Regions from separate parts of the Sus scrofa genome. Here all the other regions are linked to region 1. A link is a contact called in public Hi-C and HiChIP or PLAC-seq data. All regions are on one chromosome and are shown on one strand. Each heading gives the region's core, a stretch centred on a gene start, on an enhancer-like site or on the middle of the called end of the contact. The rest is flanking DNA. Distances are from core to core; before and after follow the strand shown. Region 1 holds the start of WASF1 (wiskott-Aldrich syndrome protein family member 1). Region 2 overlaps DDO (D-aspartate oxidase). Region 3 holds the start of METTL24 (methyltransferase-like protein 24).

What was found. A called contact is a pair of places that touch in the nucleus more often than the background predicts. HiChIP or PLAC-seq counts read pairs in DNA pulled down with a chosen protein or histone mark.
Region 2: a contact with region 1 is called in a Hi-C map of liver, with 1.7 times the contacts expected there. The contact joins the enhancer-like site here to the promoter of WASF1 in region 1. A contact is called at or near these places in 4 of 5 promoter capture datasets (fetal liver, fetal skeletal muscle and liver), 16 of 47 Hi-C or Micro-C datasets (alveolar macrophages, embryonic fibroblasts, fetal heart ventricle and 9 more) and 2 of 2 datasets of contacts at active chromatin or transcription factors (alveolar macrophages and skeletal muscle).
Region 3: an H3K27ac HiChIP or PLAC-seq map of skeletal muscle shows a contact between it and region 1. The contact joins the promoter of METTL24 here to the promoter of WASF1 in region 1. A contact is called at or near these places in 1 of 5 promoter capture datasets (fetal skeletal muscle), 2 of 47 Hi-C or Micro-C datasets (omental adipose tissue and subcutaneous adipose tissue) and 2 of 2 datasets of contacts at active chromatin or transcription factors (alveolar macrophages and skeletal muscle).

Annotation. Positions count from the first base shown.
Region 1 is chr1:76,178,154-76,183,238 of Sscrofa11.1, forward strand. It overlaps WASF1 (wiskott-Aldrich syndrome protein family member 1), which reads right to left and starts at 2,182. Exons shown (of 9, transcript XM_021091110.1): 1 at 2,033-2,182. CDC40 (pre-mRNA-processing factor 17) reads left to right here and starts at 1,016. Exons shown (of 16, transcript XM_005652465.3): 1 at 1,016-1,261; 2 at 2,555-2,775. The coding sequence starts at 2,587.
Region 2 is chr1:76,398,315-76,403,399 of Sscrofa11.1, forward strand. The region is part of intron 4 of DDO (D-aspartate oxidase); the gene reads right to left. Among named protein-coding and RNA genes, the nearest start is that of DDO, 16 kb to the right of the region's middle. Within about 2 kb of position 2,802, at least 7 of the 83 cell types and tissues checked have an H3K27ac peak or open chromatin away from gene starts, as enhancers often do. A contact at or near this core is called in retroperitoneal adipose tissue and skeletal muscle, where this site is marked.
Region 3 is chr1:76,365,561-76,370,645 of Sscrofa11.1, forward strand. METTL24 (methyltransferase-like protein 24) reads right to left here and starts at 2,229. Exons shown (of 5, transcript XM_003480300.4): 1 at 1,845-2,229. The coding sequence starts at 2,159.

The DNA.
Region 1 (5,085 bases), core at 932-3,431:
TAGTGAACCATTTATTTTTAAATAATGAGATGTAAACAGTTTTTAACATAAGAAATAACCAACCGTTGTTTCTTCCATTTTCAAAAAATATTTCGTCTTTCAGGTAAATCACGCAAAATTGTAGCCTACCTATCCTTATGGTTAGAATTAGAAAAATGAGAAGAAATTCTATAACAAGTAATTAAATACATGATACTGCAAAGAAAAGAACTAAATGAAAAACAAAATTTAGATAAACTTAGGATATGTCGTTATGGCAGTTAAAATCCTATCTTAAATACTAAATACTTCATTCAACTGAAGACTAGGATCAGCAATGAAATATTCCGTTACTGAAAAATAAAGAAATACACAACTTTCCTTATTCAAAGCGAGAAATATTATACCAAATATCAGACACTAAAAAAATACACTTTTCCTAACAGAAACTTAAAGTATAAGGGAAAAACTGTTCATGAGAGTTCAAAGATTGAGACTGCATCTGTAATTACGATACAGTGCTAGCAACAATTAGAAAAATGTTACCTCCAATACAAATTAAATTTAAGAACATTAGACGGGATGAAAAACCAGTCAATCAATTACATCAATTACCCAACAGATATAAGACTTAACTACTACTATGTGAATCTAACACCAAGGAAAAAATGAAAATAGAATCCTAGGCACACTTTACATAGGAAGGACAGGATTAGACTGAGTCGTATTAAAGTATCTAGTCTAGCTGGGGATTAGTTAATTAATCTGCTACCAGACAGGTAGTGAATGTTCAGGTCAGATGTGCTTTCTTTTCACCATTATTCCAGTTCATCATCCGCAAGTGTGAGTGAGAGAAGGCGTCAGAGTACCGAAGCTAGGGGGCATGCTACAGCAAGGGGAAGAGAAAAATGGGAAAGGTGCAATGGATGCTGCAGAGTTGAATAATTATCCGAGTGGCACAATGGGCGAGTCCTGCCGACAACGGCGCTGGGTGAGCAGCTCCCTAACTCCGCTCAACGCACCACCACCCCCTCCCCAACAGCAGGCATCAGAAGCAATAGCCCCGCTTCGCCTCGTCTTCCAGTGGAGAAACGGATCCCCTCGCTTGCATTACCGTTATGTAGTGTCTTTTAGACACGGACGCGCGGCGCAAACACGCAAACGCACCAGCTGGCTTTACCGAGCCTGGGGCACGTAAAGCAACCGCGGCTTCTCGGACACCCGGCGCCGCAGCCTCCCCCAGAGCGAGAAGGCAACCGGGCGGGCCGCGGGGGCACCTCAGGTAAGACCCGCAGTCTCTCCGACTAGAGCTGCCTCATGGAGGTCCCCGCAACCGAGACCCGGGCGCGCCCGCCAGCCGCGGTGTCCCTCGGTACCCAGCCGGGCTGGCGGGTGGGCGGCCGTAGCTCGGGAACCCCGCGAACGGGGGTGGAGGCCGTCGCGGGGGGAGGCGCGCCCATCCCCGTAACCTTTGCCAGGCTAGCGCTCCACGCACACCTCTCTCCGCCCTGACCAGTGAGGAAGAGTTCCTCTCCCAGCACCCTGTCCCCTCAAAAAAACAATTCCTGAGAGACTCGCGCTCACCAAGAAATCCTGAGGGGCTCTTGCCTTACCCCTTCTTCATGCTTCGGCGGCGCCGCCGGTCCGCCTGAGCTCCCAGGACTCCACCTAGAGCCTATAGGAGCGTCAGGCTCCGGGATGGAACCAGCTATGGGCAGCGGCCGAAGCACCGGGCCACGGAAAACGCTGCCTGCGACGCCCGCCGGCCGCCGGACCCACGGTGTGCTCGACGCGAGAGCGAACAACACCGCGAACCGCCGCCGCCCCCCACCCACCCCCTCCCCGCGCGCGACGCTCCACAACCGGACGCGGGGACCCGCACCTGAAGCAGGGGGGATCCGCTGGACTCTCGCCACCTAATCCCCCATCTTTCCCACCCGGAGCTATTCCCGGGCAGTCAAGGTCTTCCCACTTAAGATTCTCACTTTCCTCTTCAGCTCCCGCCCAGTCCCAGGTGCAGCTGTGGTGGGAAACTCAACCCCCACCTACTCACCCATCAGTGGAGGGAATGAATATCGGTCTCTCCCCCCCCCCCCTTTCCTGAGGCTTTATGGTATTACCCAATCCTCAGTTTGGGGGAGGGGGACGGAGAGAACAGTGCTTGGTCGGGGAATGAGGGAAGATGATAGCCAATGGAATGAACCAACCATTCAGGGGCGGGGTCAAAGAAAGGCCTGCCCGCCCTGCCCCGCCCCCTCACTCCAAACTACAGTTCCCACCCTGCCTCTCCCATTTCCTGCCGCGCTGCACGCCGGGAGTGTAGCTCTTGGAGGCCAGTAGGTATGTCGGAACTCGTAGTTTTTCGCCACATAGGTCCTGAAAGTTATAAGCCATTATAACCCTCTCTAGTTCCCTAAGTAAATGCTCCCAAGTTCCAAGTTTTGTTGTGCTTGTTCAAATACTAATTAACCTATTTATTGATTGTTTTAAAGTATCATAAAGGATTTTTTAGGAAAGGAAATAAATAATGTGTGTCGTGGCAATCAGGACCTGAAGCTGCTCCTTCTTCCGTCAGGGCCTGGACTCCACCGAGTATCTGTTGCCGTCATGTCGGCTGCGATTGCAGCTCTGGCCGCTTCCTATGGTTCGGGTTCAGGGTCCGAATCGGACTCGGACAGTGAGGGCGGAAGGTGTTCACTGCCAGCCGCGGACTCCCTCATGCACTTGACTAAATCGCCTTCGGCCAAGCCCTCTCTGGCGGTAGCCGTGGACTCCGCTCCGGAGGTGGCAGTTAAGGTAAGCGTTTTGGCTACTGATGCGGGGCGGGAACTGTCGGTTTTGTTCCAAAATCTGAAAGTCGCTTGTTATTCCTGAGATTACCTTCCTCAGTTCTCACCCAGCCCTTACGGGTAAGTTGCTACCCCTTGAGTCTCTTATCCCTACTCGCCTCTTCCTCAGGAGAAGCCTGGAGTTAGAAGTTGAAGACAGTCCCCCACTCCCTGCTCTTGCCTCCCGCCGTCAGAAAGCAAGTGGGGAGAAGAAGTGAAATTTGAAATTTATGGATTAGGATGTGGCCTGGATAGGGTAGGCGTAACCTCAGAACATAAACAGAGCTAAATCAGGACTTCCCAAACTAGGGAATGTGTCCTTGGTTATAGTGACCGGTGACCTGGCTTTGTTTTGTTTTTGAAGTCGGAACTAGGTTCTGATCCAGGCTCCATCTCTTGTGTGAACTTGGGCAAGTTATACAATCTCCTCTGTTTCTTCACCACAATGGAGATACAATTTTAAAAGCATCTATCTATATGAGAGGATTATTATGACGAGTAAGTGAAATAATACAAATAAACCTTGTAGCAGAGAGCCTGGTATCTAATAAAAGTGCCTATATAAGTCAAGACTGTGAGAAAAGGCATTGGGTTTAAGAAACAGTGTGCATGATCCCAATTGAGTAAGGTGATAGAGGGAGAAATTGGGTTATATTTCCCTTAGCAAATATTTGTTTAACACATGTTATTTGCCGGGAACTGTTCTAAGGGCTGAAGACACAGAGGACAGCATCTTTGCCATCATGATGTATATACATTTTAGTGCAAGAGACAGCCAATAAAATCTGAGTAGATTAAGTGGTTACAGATTGGATTGAGTACTGTGAAGGGAAAAAAATAGAGTGCCATGAATAGAATTTGTGATGGAGAATAAGGTAGGAGTATGACTTCCATAGATTGGTCAGGGAAGTCCTCTTGGAAAAGTGACTTTGAAGAACAAGAATGAGGCAGCCAAGTGCAAAATAAGGAAAGAGTTTCCTGTCAGAGGAAACAAACAGCAAGCCTTGAAATGGCAACGAGCTTAATGTATTCGGAGAACTGAGGAAAGGTCGGTGTATGTAGAGCTGGAGGAGAGCATCCACCACTTGGCAGTATAGGCCCAGAAGACCCTAATGGGGGTATCAGGAACGCAGGATGTGGTGAAGAGAAGCAGTGTGAAAAAATTCCTTTGTATTTAAGGTGTTCCCAACTCTAGTGTTATAACTTACGTCTTTTACAGGTTTCTAGTGAGCTAAATATGGATTTTACTCCTTATTAAAGGACATTGAGTATTGAAAAAAACCTTAAAATCCTCCTACTTTATAGCAAAACAAAATCCCTAAATTTACACCACTCCAGCAACCTCCTGAGTCTTCATTCTTTGACAGCTTGGTTTTTTTGGAGCTCGCTCACTTTACACATTTTCTCCTAAACTCTGTGCAGCCTAGCCCTAACCTCTTGGGAAACTTACTGTCCCTGAGTAATGTCACTGGCCTTCCAATTGTCAAGTTCTGTTGTCTGACTTGAATGTCCATATCATGTGACACTATTACTAGCTCTTCTTTGAAATTTTCTCTCCCTTTCGCTTCTATGGGGACATCCTCAGTCTTCTAATCCCCTGATCTTCTGCCCTCCCTTTCAGTATCTGTTTCCTGAGCGACTGTCCTTCTGCCCCTTTGTACCCCTCATATTCTCCAGGCCTTCAACCTGCGATGCTTCTGGTGACTCATATGTCAACACTGTGAAGTGGTTTGCACAGGCTCTGGAATCAAGACTGCCAATATTCAAATCCTGCTTCAGCAGTTACCCAGATAGGGACCTTGGATAAATTACTTAAGTGCTCTGTGTCTAAGTTTTTTCTCACCTGTAAGGTAGGGATAACACTAGTACCTAGTTCATGTTATTAAAGACTTATCAGAAAGCATGTGCCAGGCACACTATCCTCATCCAATTCTAGACTCCTTGCTAGCTTTAGAACTATTGACCTTCTCTTTCAGGGTAGCTCCCAGGCACCTCCGATTCAATGTGCTAAAAAATTAACATTCTCCTTCCCTTAGGATCTACTTCATGTGTTTTTTCCATTTTGATTAATGATCCCACAACTCATCCATTAGTAAAGCCAAGAACAAAGGGGTCTTCCTCTTCTCTTCCTTCTTCTAGCTTCCCTGAAGCTAGTCATTCAACTGGTTCTAACTTTTCTGCTTCATTGATTTCTCTCAAATCAACTCCTCCCTCTCCATTTTTACTGACACAGCCTTACTTCATTCTTCCGTACTTCTCTCAGGAGTGATTCTTGACT
Region 2 (5,085 bases), core at 1,552-4,051, 220 kb after region 1:
CTGTGGCTGTGGTGTAGGCCGGCAGCAACAGCTCCAATTAGACCCCTAGCCTGAGAACCTCCATATGCTGCAGGTGCAGCCCTATAAAGACAAAAGACAAAAAAAAAAAAAAATCTAAGTCACTTCTTTCCAGCTAAGTCAGACATGTTAGCACTCCATTGTTAACATTTTTAACAGCTGGTACCTTTTTTCTGGGAATATTATCCAAATAGGTCCCTGGGTTATATAAATATAAAGCAAAAAAAAAAAAATCTCTTCTAAGGATCTAAGACAACGTTGGGGTGATAACATAAGGTGACTGTGTGAAGAGGCTTTCCCACAGAGCAGACTGCTTTTAGAAAATCTGTGTCCCAGCCAAGGAGAGTGGAGGGGGAGGGGATGGCACACTGCCCTTCCTCAACTGGCTTCTCAGACTGGCTGGCATGTCCTAGTCAGAGGGTGAGGGCCAGGGGACGGGTTCAGGAAGAAGGGAGGAGATTGGGGCCTGAGCAGGGCTGGGGTGATGTCTGGGGGTCAGAACTAGGGATCCAATGTCTCTCTCAACCTCTGCATGGAGCCCAACCCAGTTCCACTCTGACTCCAGGAAAGACCAGTGACTGTGGGACGCATCTACAGTTTAAAGCTTGTAGGAATGAAGAAAACAGCATTGATGTTTTACATCACTGTGTGAGGAGAGAAACAGGGAAGAGGTAGGATGCCATTTTTAAAGATGTGGAGAGATGCAAGGACAGCCAGGACAGGATGGTGGTCAAGGACCTAGAGGGGAGAGCAGGCTCTCCATGATACTTTACATAAAGAACTTATTAGATGTGGTCAAATTATTGCGTAGTATGTACGTAATAACAGACATAGTCAATTTAAAAAATTAATCCTTGCAGAGTTCCCACTGTGGCGCAGCAGAAACGAATCCCACCAGGAACCATGAGGCTGCAGGTCTGATCCCTGGCCTCGCTCACTGGGTTATGGATCTGGCGTTGCCATGAGCTGTGGTATGTAGGCCAACAGCTGCAGCTCCAATTTGACCCCTAGCCTGGGAACCTCCATATGCTGCAGGTGCAGCCCTAAAAAAAAAAAAAAAAAAAAAAAAAAAAAAAAAAGTTAGCTATTTCCAGTCTATTTGTCTGAAAATGAGAAGAAAAAAAAAAAGAAGAAAACTAATTGAAAATCTTAGTTGGCAAATAATGCTATGCATGTAGATTCAGGGGGGGAAATCTACCATTTATTCCTAGTGACACTTAAATATAGTTATACCTAAAATAGCTTCTCATTGTCAGAATTTTTAATGCATTTTAAGTTTACATAGCAGCTAAATATATATCTATGTAATTCTCTCTCTATATATATATATATAATTTTAACTCAACAATATTACCTCATAGAATGACCATAGTGCTCCTTCATTCCATTGCAATGCATATTCTAATAAAATAAGTTGCATTCCATTTCCCTCTTCTCAGAAGATCCATCTCTGCTTTGTCCTTTCCACAAATTTGTGTTAGTCAGTCTAAGCCGTGTTCAGGAGCAGAGCAGCTTCTAATTGCTTTGGGGAAGGAGGTGTGGATGAGGCCTGGGGGTTCTATGGGCAGAGTGGTCCAGAGGGGAGTAGCCATGCTCCCTCTGCAATTGTCTTAGAGCCATTGCACCACAACCAGCCTCCATCTATTCCCTACTAACCTTACCATCATCAGAAAAAAACAAACACCCTCATTTTCCACCTTCCTGGCCAGTGCCCTCTCACCTTGTCCTTGCATAACCAGGGAGAAAAGGGGCACTCACATTAGACCTTTGCCTGAGGCCAGCATTTGCCCATTGCTCCTCTGGTTCGGGGCCAGGGCAGACTCTGCAAGGAGGAGGGACTCTCCAGTGGGCACAGGGTGGATTGGGCATGGGGGAGCAGGAGCTCTGCTGTGCAAAGGCAGGGACCTTTGCAAGTTGGACATTTGTAAGGCAGGGACAAACCGTCACATGCCTGATGCACAATCCACCTTTCTGTCCAGCCACCAAGGAAGCGGCATAGGCACTTCTGTGAGTCAGGCCAAGCAGCAGAACAGAAGCTATAGGAGATGAGAGACTGGGACTCTCCCAGGGAAAGTAACTGAGAGGACTTATTAGATGAGTGGGAAGAAAAGTGCAGGGAGAGAAGCTCAGTGTGGTCAGTCCTATGGTCAGTCTGGGGCCTTATCAGGGCCACAGAATAATGCAGGGCACCAAAATTATAGGGCCCCCAGCACCAAAACAGGCACCCAGCAGTCTGCATGTCACCCAAGGCAGGACAAGCCTACTCTTGTTCAGATTATTTATTTAGGTAAGATGCCTGGAGAAGAGACAGGTTCAGTTGACTTACTGGCTCTATGATTCATTTCCTGGAAGGACAAGTACAAAGCAGCAGAATATGACTCCATTGGCCAAAGATATAAAACATGATCTGCACAGCTGATTAAACCTCAAAGGGTTTTGTCTGTTTGTTTGTTCTGAGTATTATCAGATATGTTCTTTTCTTTTTTTTTTTTTTTTTGAGAGGGGGATGAGGGTATTTTGGATATAATTAATAAACTGGGGGATGATTCCTTCTGTTCTTTGAAAAATGCTAACAGTCTAACTTGTGGTTAAAAACTTTTTTTTTTTTAATCTCCTGGAAATGAACATTATTTCAGAAAGATGGAACTCAGATTGAAGGCCTTGTTGCCTGGCTTGGAGAGTGAGATGCTCGTTTTGAGTCAGAACACTGTAGGCTGAACACTCACACTGTGTAGAAGGGGAGTAGGAGGTGGCATAACAGAGCCTGGGTGTGAGGAACAAGCAGGGATTGTGTGGCTCCCCAGCTGGTCCTCCCCGTGGTGGAGAGTGGGTGGTAGCCTACAGAGTGAGCCCCAGGGGTGCCATGCCCTCACCAAGACACTGCCCCGCCTCCCACCTGGCCTGAAATCTTTAACCCGAGAGGCCTGCTTTGGGCTTAGAGGAGTCCCAGCTCTATAAAGCCTTCTTCAGGAGGAAAAGGACGTGTGAACCTCTTCCTCCTCCACATGGGCCTTCCGGTCAGATGGCAGGCCCTGAAGGAAGGGAGGACAGCTAATTTTTTTTTTTCATTATTAACCAACTTATTATTTATTTATTTATTTATTTATTTTTTTAAGGACATCTAATCTTAACAGAGAAGAGCCCTTCCCCACACGCTATACGTGCTGGCCCCGCCCGGGGGCAGGAGACATGAAGTGTCACAGTCCTAGGAGTCCTGCAGGGGGCGCTGCTAGGACAAGGGGGGTCCTGCAAGGGGCGCTGCTAGGACAAGGGTCTCCTCTTGGCTTCCCTGCAGTAGACTGTGTGTACTGTCTGCCTGAGTCACTCGGGTCCCCACCCACTCTTATGGTGGACGTGGATATCCAACAAACGGACCTAAAAAGACCTCCCCAGGACTCTCTGAGGACATGAGCAGCCCCTCAGGCCTCTTCTTCTTGACTCTGTCCCATAAAACCTGACAGGAAGCAGATGCTCCAAGGCACGAACCCTCGCTGGCTGGTCATCAGGCCCGATGGTATTGCAGTCAGGAGGTGGCTCCCACTGGCACAAAGTACCACTTGCTCAGGGTTATTTTAAGTAAAGTAAAATGCTGACAGCAGGCTCCCAACTAATGAGAGGGTATAGGGATTTTTTCCAGGCCTTCATCCCACAGTTAGAGATTAGGCCTGAAAATAAGATTATTATGGAAATAAGGGGCCTGTTTGCTAGAAGGTGATACTTGAGAAGCAGGCAGTACAAATTGCTCAGATAATGTATGTTTTTCATGTGAAAATGACTGAGGGCAGCCTGAGTAAAATATGTGTATCAAGCTCTGCCACTTTGGCGTTGCCTAATAATTTCCACCTATTTGAATTTTAAGATAAAATATATGATACCTCAACGATCAATAGCATTAGCACTTTCCATGTTCTTTTTCCAGGCATTTTTATGATATAAGGAGAAAAAGGCAGCACGACATAAGCTTGCCACTCAGAAAAGATGGTGATGCCCTGAGACTGGAATGTTGGCTGATGGGTAACTCCATCATATGATGTCTCAAGTGTTCATTTATCAGCTGATATAACAGTGGTTTAAATTTAGCATACACACAGAGGTTTGTGGTCCAGTGAACAAGGCATGAAACTGTGGGTTTTATGAAACTGGAACTCAAAAAAGAAAAATGTCCCGGATAAATTGCTAAGAGGTAAAAGTGAGACAAGTGCTTATAAAGCTACAAAAATATATCATGATGCCCCTGAACACATGTCTGCCAGACTTAGACTCCCTCCTCTGTGCTCCCATTCCATCCTCTTACGTCTGTATTTAACCTCCACAGTACATGTTACTATAATTGTTTACTTTTTTAATTTTTTAATTTTTTATTTTTTGTCTTTTTGCCTTTTCTAGGCTGCTCCTGCAACATAGAGGTTCCCAGGCTAAGGGTCTAATCGGAGCTATAGCTGCCGGCCTATGCCAGAGCCACAGCAATGCCAGATCCGAGCCGTGTCTGTGACCCACACCACAGCTCACAGCAACGCTGGATCCTTAACCCACTAAGCAAGGTCAGGGATCGAACCCGCAACCTCGTGGTTCTTAGTCGGGTTCATTAACCACTGAGCCATGACGGGAACTCCTGTAATTGTTAATTAATATGTATATCAATACACACACACATACACCATAACCGCCAATAGACTACGAATTCCTTAAGAAAAATGATCATATTTTTCCTTCCTTTTTGACAAGCTTCTAGCATGGTCCAGATATACATAGAAGTTCAACGAAGAATTATGGAATTAATTAACTATATCAACTAATTATCCCACATATGGGACCAAGTCGTTGCCACTGGTTAGCTCAAGTCACTTGTCCAACATTTAAACAATAATTTGCACTGTTTCTATTCATCTACCAAATACACTGATTTGGGGATTAAAAGGGCCAAAGTTTCACAACCCTCAACATGCATGCAATCTCCAGACAAAACTCAAGAGAGATTTATTGCTTTTGATGTGTTTCCTAACCAACTGGAAACAGAAAGTCCTAAAAACCAAGCCAAAATGCAAGTTCATGAAATTGGGGGCTGAA
Region 3 (5,085 bases), core at 979-3,478, 190 kb after region 1:
TCCTTCAAAATATATCCAATATCAGACCACTTCTCACACGGTCAATTCTACCATCCTAAGCCATCACTATCTCTCATAGGAATCACTGTAGTAGCCTCCTAAAGGAAGTGACTGTGAACTTGCCCTCCAGTAGCCCTCTGAGTCTATGCATTCCAAACCTTTGCATTTGTAGTTATCTACTCTGTTGTCTGAAATGGAGACTAAGATTTAGGAGTAATTCTTGGACAGGTGAAAGAGAAACAATAAAGGCTGAAAGGACAAGTGGTAGAGTTGAGGGTGTCAAGGACAGAACATTTGCCGACACCCAGAGGGACAAAAGACATGAACTCCTAAGCAATATCAAGTCCTAGGCCAAATGTTCCCTCCAGGCTAGCTTTTCTTTACTCCCCAGGCATAGTTCAAGCAAGACCTTAATTACAACATTGGTCACATTACTGGATGTCTGTGCTGTGTGCCTCCCCCACTAGACTTTGAGCTCATTTTGTGCCCAGCACTGATGCAGTAACACTGGGGGCCTGGTAAGTTTTTGGCAAAAGTGTGTTAAAAATCCTTTAGCAAAACATGGCAGCATGGAAAGTGCATTAGAAGCACAAAGAAAGAAGCAGTTGCCTTTTTCTAGAAGAGCAAATTAAGACGTTCATAGGAAATGAGGCTTTAGATACAGATATAGATCCATATAGATCTATCTATTTACCTATCTATCAATCTATCTATCCATCCAGGAAGATAACAATGATGGCCTAGACAGGGACAGCAGTGGTGTGGAAAGACAGAGGACAAAGCTTGAGGAGGAAGAGGAAGTGAGGGAAAGAAAAAGAGTGTCAGAAATTTGTGGGTGTGACAGTGAAAAGAAGGTTAGAAGCTAAAGAAAGCAGGTGAGTCCAGTGAAGAGTTTTCTTTCTCCCCAACAGGTGGGGTGGTGGGAAAGATGGGGGGGGGAATGTTTAAAAGAAAAGAGGAAAACCAGGCAACAGAAAGAAGTTGCCAGCAGAGGATGTGGTTAAGGCTGATGAGTTATAAAGACAGGCTAGTTCATACCTGCAGTTCTTCATCTTTTCACTCCCAAGTATCAAGTAAATCACTGAGCTCCAAGAGAAGGATAGGAGGCCAGAGGCTTAACAATCAGAGGTTAAAATTGAATAAAATAACTACTCAATGAAGTGTGAGCCAAGAAGTTAATAAGGTAGGAAGATCAACACTGTTGGTGTTGTAAGACAAGCCCAGGGTATTACTTCAGTCCTCTAAGTTCCAATTCACTTCCTATTAAGTGGTGCTGGGGATTCAACTTCTCACCCGCCTCCCCCTCCCCCTGACCGATCACCCTGCCAACGTCTGCGGTGGAATTCAGTTCAGCTGAGCGGATTTTCATCACCAGGGTCAATGTATAGAGTGGAAAAGCAATGCACAACGGATACCCACCCAGCTTTGTGCAGGCCTCAAGGAAAACTAGGAGAAGCACAAAATAAAAACAAAAACACAACTCTTTCCTTTTCCTTGCCTTGCCCATCTCTCATGCCCTCCCTCCATTAAAATGCAAGTTCCATGAGAGCAGAGGTGGTTGGTCCTTTCCTGATGGATGCCCGCATGACTGGCACACAGTGGACGCTCAGCAAATACTGGTTGAATACTGAATGAACTCAGCTCAGTCCCACTTCACTGCATCTGGGCGTTGAAGGATGCTACCAGTGGCGCTGCCTAAAAGAGCGCTGGGCTAAGAGAGGAAGTGCAAGACCTTTTTGAAGAGGCAGCCTGCGGGGCCGGAGAGAAGCGCTCTGCAGCGAGGACCAGGAGGAGGATGAGGGCCTAAGGCCCAAGACTCCAAGACTACATCTTTTGCCACTGACCTTGCGGCGGGGACTCCCGTGTGGGGCACAGCAGGGCTTCGGTGTCCCGCTCCCACCGCCCCCCGGCGGCGCTCGGCGCCCGCTGCGCACGTAGGTCACCTGCCTCCAGCTGGCGCCACGCTGCAGCCCGGGCGCCGGCGGCAGGTGCGGCCGGGGGGGCCGTGGGGCCCGGCCTGGCGGAGCACTGCTGGCCGGGGGCCTGAGACTTGCACGCCGCAGCTCCGCGCAGAGCCGCAGGCCGAGCAGCAGCGCGGCGCCGAGCAGACACCGCTGCAGGGAGCCGCAGCCCCTCCGCGGCGGCCTCTGCCACGCCATGACAGCCCAGCACCGGCTGCGCTCGGCCGCCCGCGCTCTCCGACCCGCAACAGGGATGTGGCCAGGGCCAGAGCTGCCAATTGTGGCAACTCCCCCTCGGCCGGGGCGCGGGCTCGGACCCGCCTCCCTTCCTCCGTCCAAGGAAGCCTCATAACCTTATCCAGCCCGGCCGAGAGCTCGTGGCTGGCAGAGGCGAGGGGCGGCGGGCTAGGCGAGGTCCAAGGATGCCCGGGTGGCTCGGCTAAGCCAGACCCCGGGCCCAACCCCACTTATAGGGTCCTGGAGGAGGCGCCCTCCAGCCTGGCTTCCGGAGCCTGAGAGCTACATGGCCAGAAAAAGCACATTCCTAACAGGATCCTGCGCCATAATTTCATTTTCTAGCATTAGAGTTATTGAAGAACAGGAGGAAGATAGGTGAGCTGCCAGGTTTTGCTACAAGGAACAAGTTCTGATTGTCAAGCAGTTTGTGCCATTAAGCACATTATAAAAATACATCTCACTTATGCTCAGGTTTACAACTTCTCTCCCTCAAGAAAGAAGGGAAAGGGGGAGGAGAGAATGGCAGTGGATGCAGAATAATCAAATTAAAGTTATTCCATTTCTAAATTCTGCCTGAAGCCAACCCGTGTTTCTCCTCGTGTTATGAAATGTGTGGGGGTGAAGGAGGAGGGGGTGAAAGCCAGCTAAGACATCTGACAGCAGAGAGAGAGAACAGAAGTTACCATGGCATGATGTAAATCAAATTAATTTAGCTCCAAACACACACCTCCCTGCTGTCTTGCAGAGATACAGAGGGACAAATTTATCTTTCGGCAAAATGCTCCCCAGCTGGTATTTCCATCACCACCCTGACCTTAATTAATAAGGCTGAAAGCTCACAGCCTGAAGTCCAGTGTTGGCTGCTCCATTTTCAATTGTTAGTAGAATTCTTTCTCACAATCCATTTGAGGTTTGGGATTGAATTTGGGTTTGTTATCTTTAGCTGTGGCCACATTTTTTTCAGACTCTATGCTTGCATTTTCCATGCTTCTCTGTGAGATATATCCTCTCCCCTTGACAGCCTACAACAAGGACAATAGAGAACAAATATGGCACCCCCACCACTACTCCTGTCGTCCCCTCCCACCCCCACCCTGCGAGCACGTTTGAATTTCAGGAATTTCCCATAAGAAGCCCTCCTTTCTAAAGCCCCCCTGGCTTAAGAAAGACTCAGTTTAATCTTTGTCACTGCACAAATTACTTGGGCTATTTCTCTACATGTAACAAAACTTTTCAACCCAATCTAGTCCATTCCCTGGGCACCCTAGGTCTTCAGGCCCCTGAGTGTATCATTAAGATTGACTTTTTTTTTTCTCAGATATAGCCCTCTGGCTATTGCAGATAGGCTCTGTTTTAAAGAATCCAAACAAGTACATTTTTTCTGACACAAACTCAGAGAAAACTTCACATCTTGTGACTACTTAAACAACATGAGCTCTGGTATCAGACTTGAACTGTGGTGTCAGACTTGGCTGAATCAGGCTCCTGCCTTTCAGAAGCTATGAGACTTTGGATAAAGTACTTAACTTCCCTGAGCCTCAGTTTTCTCATGGGTAAACAGACCTATGCATCTGGGGGGACTCCAAAGATTGCATAAAATATTCTTTGTTCAGTACCTAAACAATACCTGGTTCACAGAAGTTACTCAGGTAATAGTAATTATTTTTATTATTTACCATTAAAAAGAATCCTGGATGTTATGAAAAATAAAATGTCAGCATTGATTCCAAGGTAGGTAAACCTAAGAAAGTATAAGGAGATGTATATGATAATTATCTTATATAGTATTCTCTGGATTAGGGGTACCCAGCAGTTGCAACCACTAAGACTCAATATCCTATTAAGTCATTTAATTGTGTGAAGTTATTTAAAATATGATTTGGAGTTCCCGTCGTGGCGCAGTGGTTAACGAATCCGACTAGGAACCATGAGATTGCGGGTTCGATCCCTGCCCTTGCTCAGTGGGTTAACAATCCAGCATTGCCATGAGCTGTGGTGTAGGTTGCAGACATGGCTTGGATCGCACATTGCTGTGGCTCTGGCATAGGCTGGTGGCTGCAGCTCCAATTGGACGCGTGGCCTGGGAACCTCCATATGCCATGGGAGCGGCCCAAGAAATGGCAAAAAGACAAAATAAATAAATAAATAAAATATGATTTGTACTGTGCTCAATAAACCTGGATCACCAATGTCTGATAAAGGCTTTGCCAAAAGTTTTAATTTTTATTCCACCAACACAAAGCCACTAACTAAAGAAGTCATCTTTTGAAGATTATGGTACCATTAATTTATACCCTCTACTCATCTGTGACCTACTCTTTATAGGGTATCCTGTATTATTAAAATAGGGATATTTAATGAGACTCTGGACTGGGGATAGAGAGGGGGAACACAGAACAGTGTGGCTCTTAAAGATAATGGGCAAGATGAGCTCATATTTTCCCTTATTTCTGTGTTTCTCTAATAATGTTTCCATTAAGGGGGGGGGCGATCCAAATAAAATTTAACATGTAAATGCCCTTTCCCCTTATCTTTTGCAACTATTTCTAGGTTTTCATTACTAATAAAAAAGGAACTATTTATATGTATGTAGCATCATTAATTTTCTAGGAAGCAATATCCCATTTTTAATTTCCACATAGTATTTCCATGTGATATGGAAGTTAACAGACTGGGAAATGGGTCAGTTGGTAGGCTGGAGGAGCAAATCAAACTAATCACTATCAGGGCTGACAAGCAGTCTTTCATTCATGACCTTTGCTTTTCCTACAGACTTGTACTTGTCTTGGTCATTTCTGGATATGTTTCCAAAATGCAGATAATCATTGACCACTGAGTTATAGGTTGGTTAATTAAATGTATGGGTCAGTAAACCACAAAAGCAGCT